Linked DNA regions of Athene noctua: region 2 is linked to region 1. The links are chromatin contacts, called in public Hi-C maps. All regions are on one chromosome and are shown on one strand. The core of a region is the stretch at or near the end of the contact, and the rest is flanking DNA. Distances in the headings are between cores, read along the strand shown. Region 1 holds the start of LPP (LIM domain containing preferred translocation partner in lipoma). Region 2 holds the start of BCL6 (BCL6 transcription repressor).

Evidence for each region. A called contact is a pair of places that touch in the nucleus more often than the background predicts.
Region 2: a Hi-C map of heart shows a contact between it and region 1, with 3 times the contacts expected there. The contact joins the promoter of BCL6 here to the promoter of LPP in region 1. A contact is called at or near these places in 2 of 2 Hi-C or Micro-C datasets (heart and liver).

The regions. Positions count from the first base shown.
Region 1 is chr8:17,899,881-17,903,332 of bAthNoc1.hap1.1, forward strand. LPP (LIM domain containing preferred translocation partner in lipoma) reads right to left here and starts at 1,493. Exons shown (of 13, transcript XM_074912519.1): 1 at 1,410-1,493.
Region 2 is chr8:18,059,253-18,062,908 of bAthNoc1.hap1.1, forward strand. It overlaps BCL6 (BCL6 transcription repressor), which reads left to right and starts at 2,111. Exons shown (of 10, transcript XM_074911920.1): 1 at 2,111-2,182.

The DNA of each region.
Region 1 (3,452 bases), core at 243-2,742:
CGGCAGGCTGGGTTACGCACATGACAGCGACCAACATTTTCCAGCGTGAACACAGCTGCAGTGTTAACACAGCGATGAAATCCTGTGTCCTGTTCCCTGGCTCCACATATTCCCCTGCCTTCCTAATGTCCTGTATCTCTAACTACTTGGTAAGCCAGCACCTGCTGCTACCACCCAGCTCCCAAGACATCCAGTGACTTCCTGCTCTCTCACACAATCTTGCCCAAAAATCATTCCTGGAAAGAATAAGCACAAACTCTACAGGTAAATGAGTCCAAGGAAATAAAGAAATTGTCAAATGTAGAGTGTTTCCAAAAACTTCACACTTCCACGTGAGATCTTGCACTTCACATGCGTCAAAACCACTTAGTGCACAGGGGCCATGGTGGTATGGATGTGCAGGACGACACACACCAGCAAGCCTGATGGTTCCTGCAAGCTCTTAAAACTTTTGTGTATCAATTGCCTCTGGACAGAAAGATACCAAACTGGAACCCAACATCAAAACAAGACAACTGGGTCAAAAAGCCAACTCGTACAGGTGTGGGGAAAAAAAAAAAAACAAACCCAAAACAACAAAACAACCAAACAATAATCAAAACAGATCAGGAGAAACCAACGCTCACTTGTTTCACCAACAGAGCCAAACGGCACCTCGAGGTACAGTAGCCAGAGCAATTACACATGAGTTTCTCCATCAACACCTCCTACTCCAGAGCTCTGCCTTCTCCCCAGCACAGCCCCGGGGCATAGCGTGTGCTCCTGAACAATGGCAGGAGAAAGATTTGGCTGTTCAGAAGGAGGGGGCAACTGGAAGGGGGAGGGGGAAAAAAAAAAATATATATAAAAAGAAAAAAAAAGCCTTGGATGACGTAAGGGTGTGGGAAACTTTTACGTCCTTACCTGCTGGGGAAGGATGGGCCTCCCCTGGCGTATAAAAACCTTCTAGGGCTTTACTCAACTCGTTATTTACTACCGAGCCCCGGCCGAGGGGTCGGCGGGCACCAGGTGCGGCGGGGCCGCGGAGCGGGGCGGCCCCGGCCGGGTGCACCTGCGACCGGTAGCACCGAGCCCGGCCGCCCCGGGGGGACCCCGGCCCGCAGGCAGCCCCCGCCCGCCGCGGAGCGGGCAGGCGTGCGGCGGGGCCGCTGAAGTGCCGGGGAAGTTCGGCCCTGGCCCGCACCCGAGCGCTGCCCCCGCCCCGCCGCCGAGCTCGCACCGGGCCGGGCCGGGCCGTCCCCCCTCCGGCGGCCGCGGCGCCCCGGGCGGAGGGAGGAGCCAGGCGCGGCCCCCCCCGGGCGGCCGGCAGCGCTCCCCGCCCCGACCGGGGGCTCCAGCTGTTGCACAGCTGCCTCGGCGGGCGGAGGGGTGGGGGGAGGAAGGGGGCAAGTTATTATCTGCAACAATACCTCGGGGGAGGAGGCAGCGGAGGCGAGCGCGGCGGCGGCGGCGGCGGGAGGAGGCGGCGGGGGGAGGCGGGTCCGGGGGCGGGGCCACGGCGGGGCCCGGGACCGCCCCTCCGCGCCCGCCCCCCGGCCCCGTCGCCGGCCCCTTCCGCCCGCCGGCCCCTCCCGCGCCCCGCGCCGCTGCCCCGCCGCGGCCCCCGGCGGCCCCTCCCGCGCTCGCTGCTTCTGTCCCCGCATCCCGCCGGCATCCCCCCGGCCAGCCCCTCCCGCGCTCCGCCCTCCCGCATCCCTCCCTCCGGTCCTTCCAGCCCCCTCCCGCGTCCCTCCGCATCCTCCCGGCCGCGGCGCCCCCGCCTCCCGCATCCCTCCCCCGGCCCTTCCGTGCCCCCCCCGCCCCCGGCCCTTACCTCCCGTCGGGCAGAGGGAGGGGGGGGGCGGCAGCCCCGATCTCGGCGGGACGCCCCCGAAACAAAAAGCGAAAGCGGCTGCCGCTGCCTCCCGCCCCGCCGGGCCGCTGCGCTGTGCCCGGGGCTGACGTCAAGGGCCCAAATTCCTGCCTTTCCCTGCAGGCAGATTTGTCCATGTAAGGGCTGGGGCCGGGGCCGGGGCCGGGGGACGGAGCCACCGGAACCTCGGAGGGGGACGACGGGGCTGGAGGCAGCCCCGACCCCTCGGGCATCACCCTCCCGCCCTGTAACCCGGGGGGGAGTTAGGCCCAGAAACGCGCACCGTGCTTTGCAGTATTCCAACTTTTCACAGAGAAGTTTTGTCCAGGGCTCTCAACGATTTTTTTGGGGTTGCTTTTCCAACCAACTTTTTCCCTGTGCTTCCTCAAACGGGGCGCCTAAAGAAGTGGGGGAGGTAAAAGGTGCTCGGAGTTACAAAAGGAGCTGCCTGCTCAGAGATTCAAAGCAAAACCTGTCGAGCATACCAAGGAGAGGGGGAAGGGAAGCTATTTTCTGAATCGCTTTCTGATTGTTTTGTGGCTATTTATAAGGGCTGCAATTAAAATAATTCGGATTTCGAGTGTGATTGTTTTTATAATGGAATGCTGCCCCGTAAGTAGCTGTTGGGTATCTGCATGTGCCCTGAAGAGAACAGGAAGACAGAAGGGTTACATTGCATTCAGGCTCGGGGAGGGGGGGAGAGTTGCCAAGCCTTACTCATTTGGAAAGAGATTTCTGGATGAGTTTTTAAGCACTTTAAATGTATTTCATTTTGACGATGAAGGGCTCTGCTGTGCACTTTCAGAAGATGTTTACAGTCTTATCCATTACCAGCTTTAATGTCCACAGTCACTGCTTGACAGCCCCAGGAGGGAAAGTTTGCACGTAAGGACCCAAAAAAGGACATTAAGTGCCTAAAAGACTTAGAAGCTGGAGTACAGAGTTATGATCCAGCCTCTCTCCCTCTTTCCAGGCTGCCAAAGTGTCTATGGCACGCTCGAGATTGACCCAAGTGCTCTGGCAGAGTGGAAACCCCAGGAGATGCCACCCCACCCCGACGGATACCCCTTCCATGGCAGGCCCCGCTGCAGGGGAAGCATGAGTTAGACCAAATTCAGTCCTGGGTACAAATCCCCATCTGTGGTTGGTTTGATGTCCTGCATTGGCCTCTGTACCAGGGGTGCTAAATTCCTCCGGAGGGATGGAGAGGGCTGCCAGGACCAGATGCTATCTTAGAAGCACTGCAGCTAAATCTGCGTGAGCCTGTCAGTCACAGCCACAGACGTTTCTAAGCATTATGACTATAACTAGAGATACCTTAGCCTTGTCCTAGCCGCCTACCCTGTGTTTAAACCCTGCTGAGATCCAAAACCAAAGCAGAATAGCGCATGAGTCACCAGGGCCCTGTGCCGTAGGTGTACCTAGAGAGCTGAGAGCGCTCTGTGAACATGGCCTGTTGTGAAAGACACGGGCATGGCTGCTTTCTAAAGTCCGGGTGAATGAGACCGTAGACCAGCACAGGCTGAGCAGGCAAAGCCTTTGCCTGAGGCCCTGTAAACCTGGTTCAGTTCCCTCCCTGGAGAACCTACAGTTCATGTGT
Region 2 (3,656 bases), core at 861-3,360, 160 kb after region 1:
CTGCCTTCCTTTTAATTTCATTGCTGTAAAAAAAAAAAAAAAAAAAGAAATCAAAATCTCAGAGCAGAGTTTATATTATTGGGTCCATTCCTCCTTCGGCTGCTTGCAGACACCCGGGGAGCCCCCTCCCTGCCCTGGGCCGGAATCGGAGTCACACAGCTTGAGCTGCACTCACTCATTGGGAATTACATATTGCTTTTTAACTACAGGAAAGCTGTCTCTCCAGCATATCTGTACCATCTCAAGTGTCTCGGGAGTACCATCCCTGTCTTGCCACCGGGCTATTTTTAATGATAATATGAGTCGGATTAGCAGAAGGGCTTTCTTCCTAATTTTTTTTTCCCCCCACCCTTCCTTTAAAGTGTTTCGGTTCAAGACTCAGCTGAGAAATCAAAATAAAAGCAGCACCCGGGGACTTTGCGTCCAAGGTGGCCCCTCCATGGGGCTCAGCGGTGGCTGAAGCAGTAGCTCTGAGCCATTGCATTAGTGGACCGAGGGCACTGTGACCTGCAGTGGTCATTCTCATAAACAAATTTCTATTAATTGCAACGGCCTGGGAATGTCATCGCAGCCCGGAGCGTGCCGTCCCCCTGCTCCCTGCCACAGCAGCACCTCACAGCCCCAAAAAACGACAGAGAAAGAAAAATGAGACTTGAGCTCCGCTGATCCACACACACACACACCCCCCTCCCCAAGACAAACCCTCGCAGCAGGCCCGCTTGAAATAAATACGCAAGGCTGGGCGATAGAGGCAGAAATCTCAACGGATTTACATACAGCGTGATACATTTCCATACAGGACCGGGGGAAGGCTGCGGTGATGGGCCACCTCCTTCTGCAGCCCCCTGCAAAACCCATCCGAAATCTGGACTGCAAAGGTTTTGCATTATTCCCCCCCACACACTCCCCGACGTCCCACACCTCCCAGCAAAGGCCTTTTGCCCAGAAATAGTCAAAAAGTGCCGAAATAAAATCCCTTCCAGAAAAGCCAACCCGGTTTTGCATCCCCAGCACAGTCCGACATTTCCATACAAGCAGAGTATTTACAGACTTACAGATTATTTTGCAACAATAACAACAACAGCTACAAAGAATTAACCCACCACTCCAGAGTCCTGGAAAGGAAAAGAGAAAATGGATAAAAAAATAAAAAAATATTTTTTTCTAGTCTGGAGAATCCTGGCAAAAAAAATATTAAAAATGAAAAACGAAAAGGAAAAAGGGAAGGGGAACACACGGAGGGGGGGATCTTTAAGGAAAAAGCTTCTTTCCCCAAGAGTAAATCCCCATCGGAGGCCGTGAGCTGAGCGTGGCTGCTTGCAAAAATTATTAAAAAAAGCTGATTGTGGGAAAAATAATTCTTAAAAAAAAAAAAAAAAAAAAAAAAAAGTAAAAATCCAGTGCAATGCAGCAGGATCCTGGCTTTGCTCGCTGGGTTGGTTTTTTTTGTTTGTTTTTTTGTTTTTAGGGGGGTAGGGTTGCTTTTAAAGGCGAAAGTGACCCCCCGGCCCAAATTAAATGTAAAAATAATATTTAAAAAACAAAAAAAAAAAATAGAAAGCGGGGGTTTGTTGGGGCTTTTTTTTTTTTTCAGATTTCTTCCTTTTCTCTCTCTCTCAGAGAGGGAATGAGGGTTAGTGGGGGCGCGCGGAGGGGGGGGATGTATGTTTGCACAGCCCGGAGTTGCACCCGGGACCCCCCATCCTCCTCCTCCGCTGTCGCCGTCTCCGCCGCTGTCGCTCCCGCCGCTGTCGCTGCCGCCGCCGCCACCCCGCCGCGCCCCCACGTCACACACAGCACCCTCCGCCACGTGACCCGCCACCCGGGCGCGACCATTCGGTAACGGGGAAAGGGGGGGGGGGTGTGAGGGAGGGAGGGGTGATTCCATGAGACCCCCAACGCCAACGCTGCCCTCCCGGGCCGCGGGGGTGTCCCCCGTCCCCCCCCCCGAGCCGCCCCCGAAGGGGGCGGCTCGGGGGGGGTGGACGGGGGACACCCCGCGGCCCGAGAGGGCGTCGGCGTCGGCGTCGGAGCGGCGGGGGGAGGTCCGCGGCCCTCCCCATGCTCAGCGCGATGGTAGAGTCTGCAGCTCAAATTCCGAGAATTGGGCTCTGTTGATTCTTAGAACTGGGGTTCTTAGAAGTGGTGATGCAAGGAGTTTCTAGGAAAGCCCGGAGACCAGGTGATTGCTGCTTCTATTGCCGCGGCCGATTTTACCCTTTAATTCTCTCTCTCTCGCGCGCGCTCGCTCTCTTTTTTTTTTTTTTCTCTCCTTTTTTTTTTTTTTTTTTTTTTTTCCCTCCTCTTTCCCTCCCTGCCCCGCTCCGACGCCTGGCGCGGAGCCGCCTCTATATATTTCTACCCATTTTTTTTCTTCCCCCCCTCTCTCCTTCCCCCCCTTTTCCCGCGGCAGGTGCCCCGACAGCCCTTCAATATTTATTTTTTTTTATTATCCCTTACATTTTACATTTTTTTTTTCCCTGCCTCGTTTATTTATTTAATTCCCCCCCCCCAAACACACCCCCCTCTTTCCTTGCCCGCTGTCAAGCGAGAAAAATAGGGGTACCTGCATGTCTTAACGCCGGGAGCGTGTATAAGGGAACGCACCCGGGACCCCCCGTCCTCCTCCGCCGTCCTCTCCCGGGGATTGTCGGTTATCGGGGATTATTGGCTTTCCCGCACGCGTGACGGCCGGGTGGGGACGGGGAGGACGGCGGCGGCTCCTCTCTGCACCTGCAGCCGCCCCGCGGGCGCAGGACGGCGGCGAGCGGGACTGCCGGCCGCCGGGCTGGCGGCGTTTTGCGTGACTCGGGGTCGGTTCCCAATGGCTGGATCCCTCGGTCGGGGTGTGTTATTTCCCCCACACCCCCCTTTTTCTTTTTTTCACCCCCCCTTCTTCTTATTTTTTCTGTTTTCTTTTTAATTTTTTTTTTCCGTGCGGGTTGTGTCGCTGTTGTCGTCTCGCCGCCGCACAAAAGCCGCCGCGGAGCGGGGCTGGCGGCAGCGCGGGGGCTCGGCCGCGCCGGGCACCGCCGCTCCGGCCTTTCCGTATCATTTTCCCTCCTCCCCCCCTCACTCTGTTTTGATTAATATATCGTTATTGTTGTTATTCCGTCCCCGATGCAACTGCGAAACGGCTGGTGCGTTTTGCAACCTGTGGCGGGGCTGCGCCGTGATCTGTCAAGCCCCGGGCTAACAGCGGGCGGTGATGGAGAAGACTTGCGGCATTTCTCTGCCCAGGGAAGGGGGGAGCCCGCGGGGAGGCTCGGCCGTCACCGGCTGCCGGCCCCGGAGCATCGCGGAGCGGCGGCCCGGGGCGGGGGGGGCGGGACCGCGCTCGCCCCGACGGTGTGTGCCGGGCCGGCCGCGACGGGCTTCTGCCGGCTGGGAAATAAAACGCGATGCAGAGCTCGGGAAGGAGGTGGGGGCAAGCGTATGGAGCAACTCCGGCCATTACGCGCAGTGCTCAAAATAATAATAATAGCAATAATAATAATAAACAACCCCCGCGAGGACGAGAGGGGTCCTCCGCCTGGAGGAAAGCGGCCGGCGGGGAAAATGGTGTGCAGCCGTGCAAGGGATGGGGTCCCGGCTGCGGGGCGGGGGGAGCCCCCCGGTGCCCCCATCGCAGCCCTTCCCCTGTGTTTACTACCGCG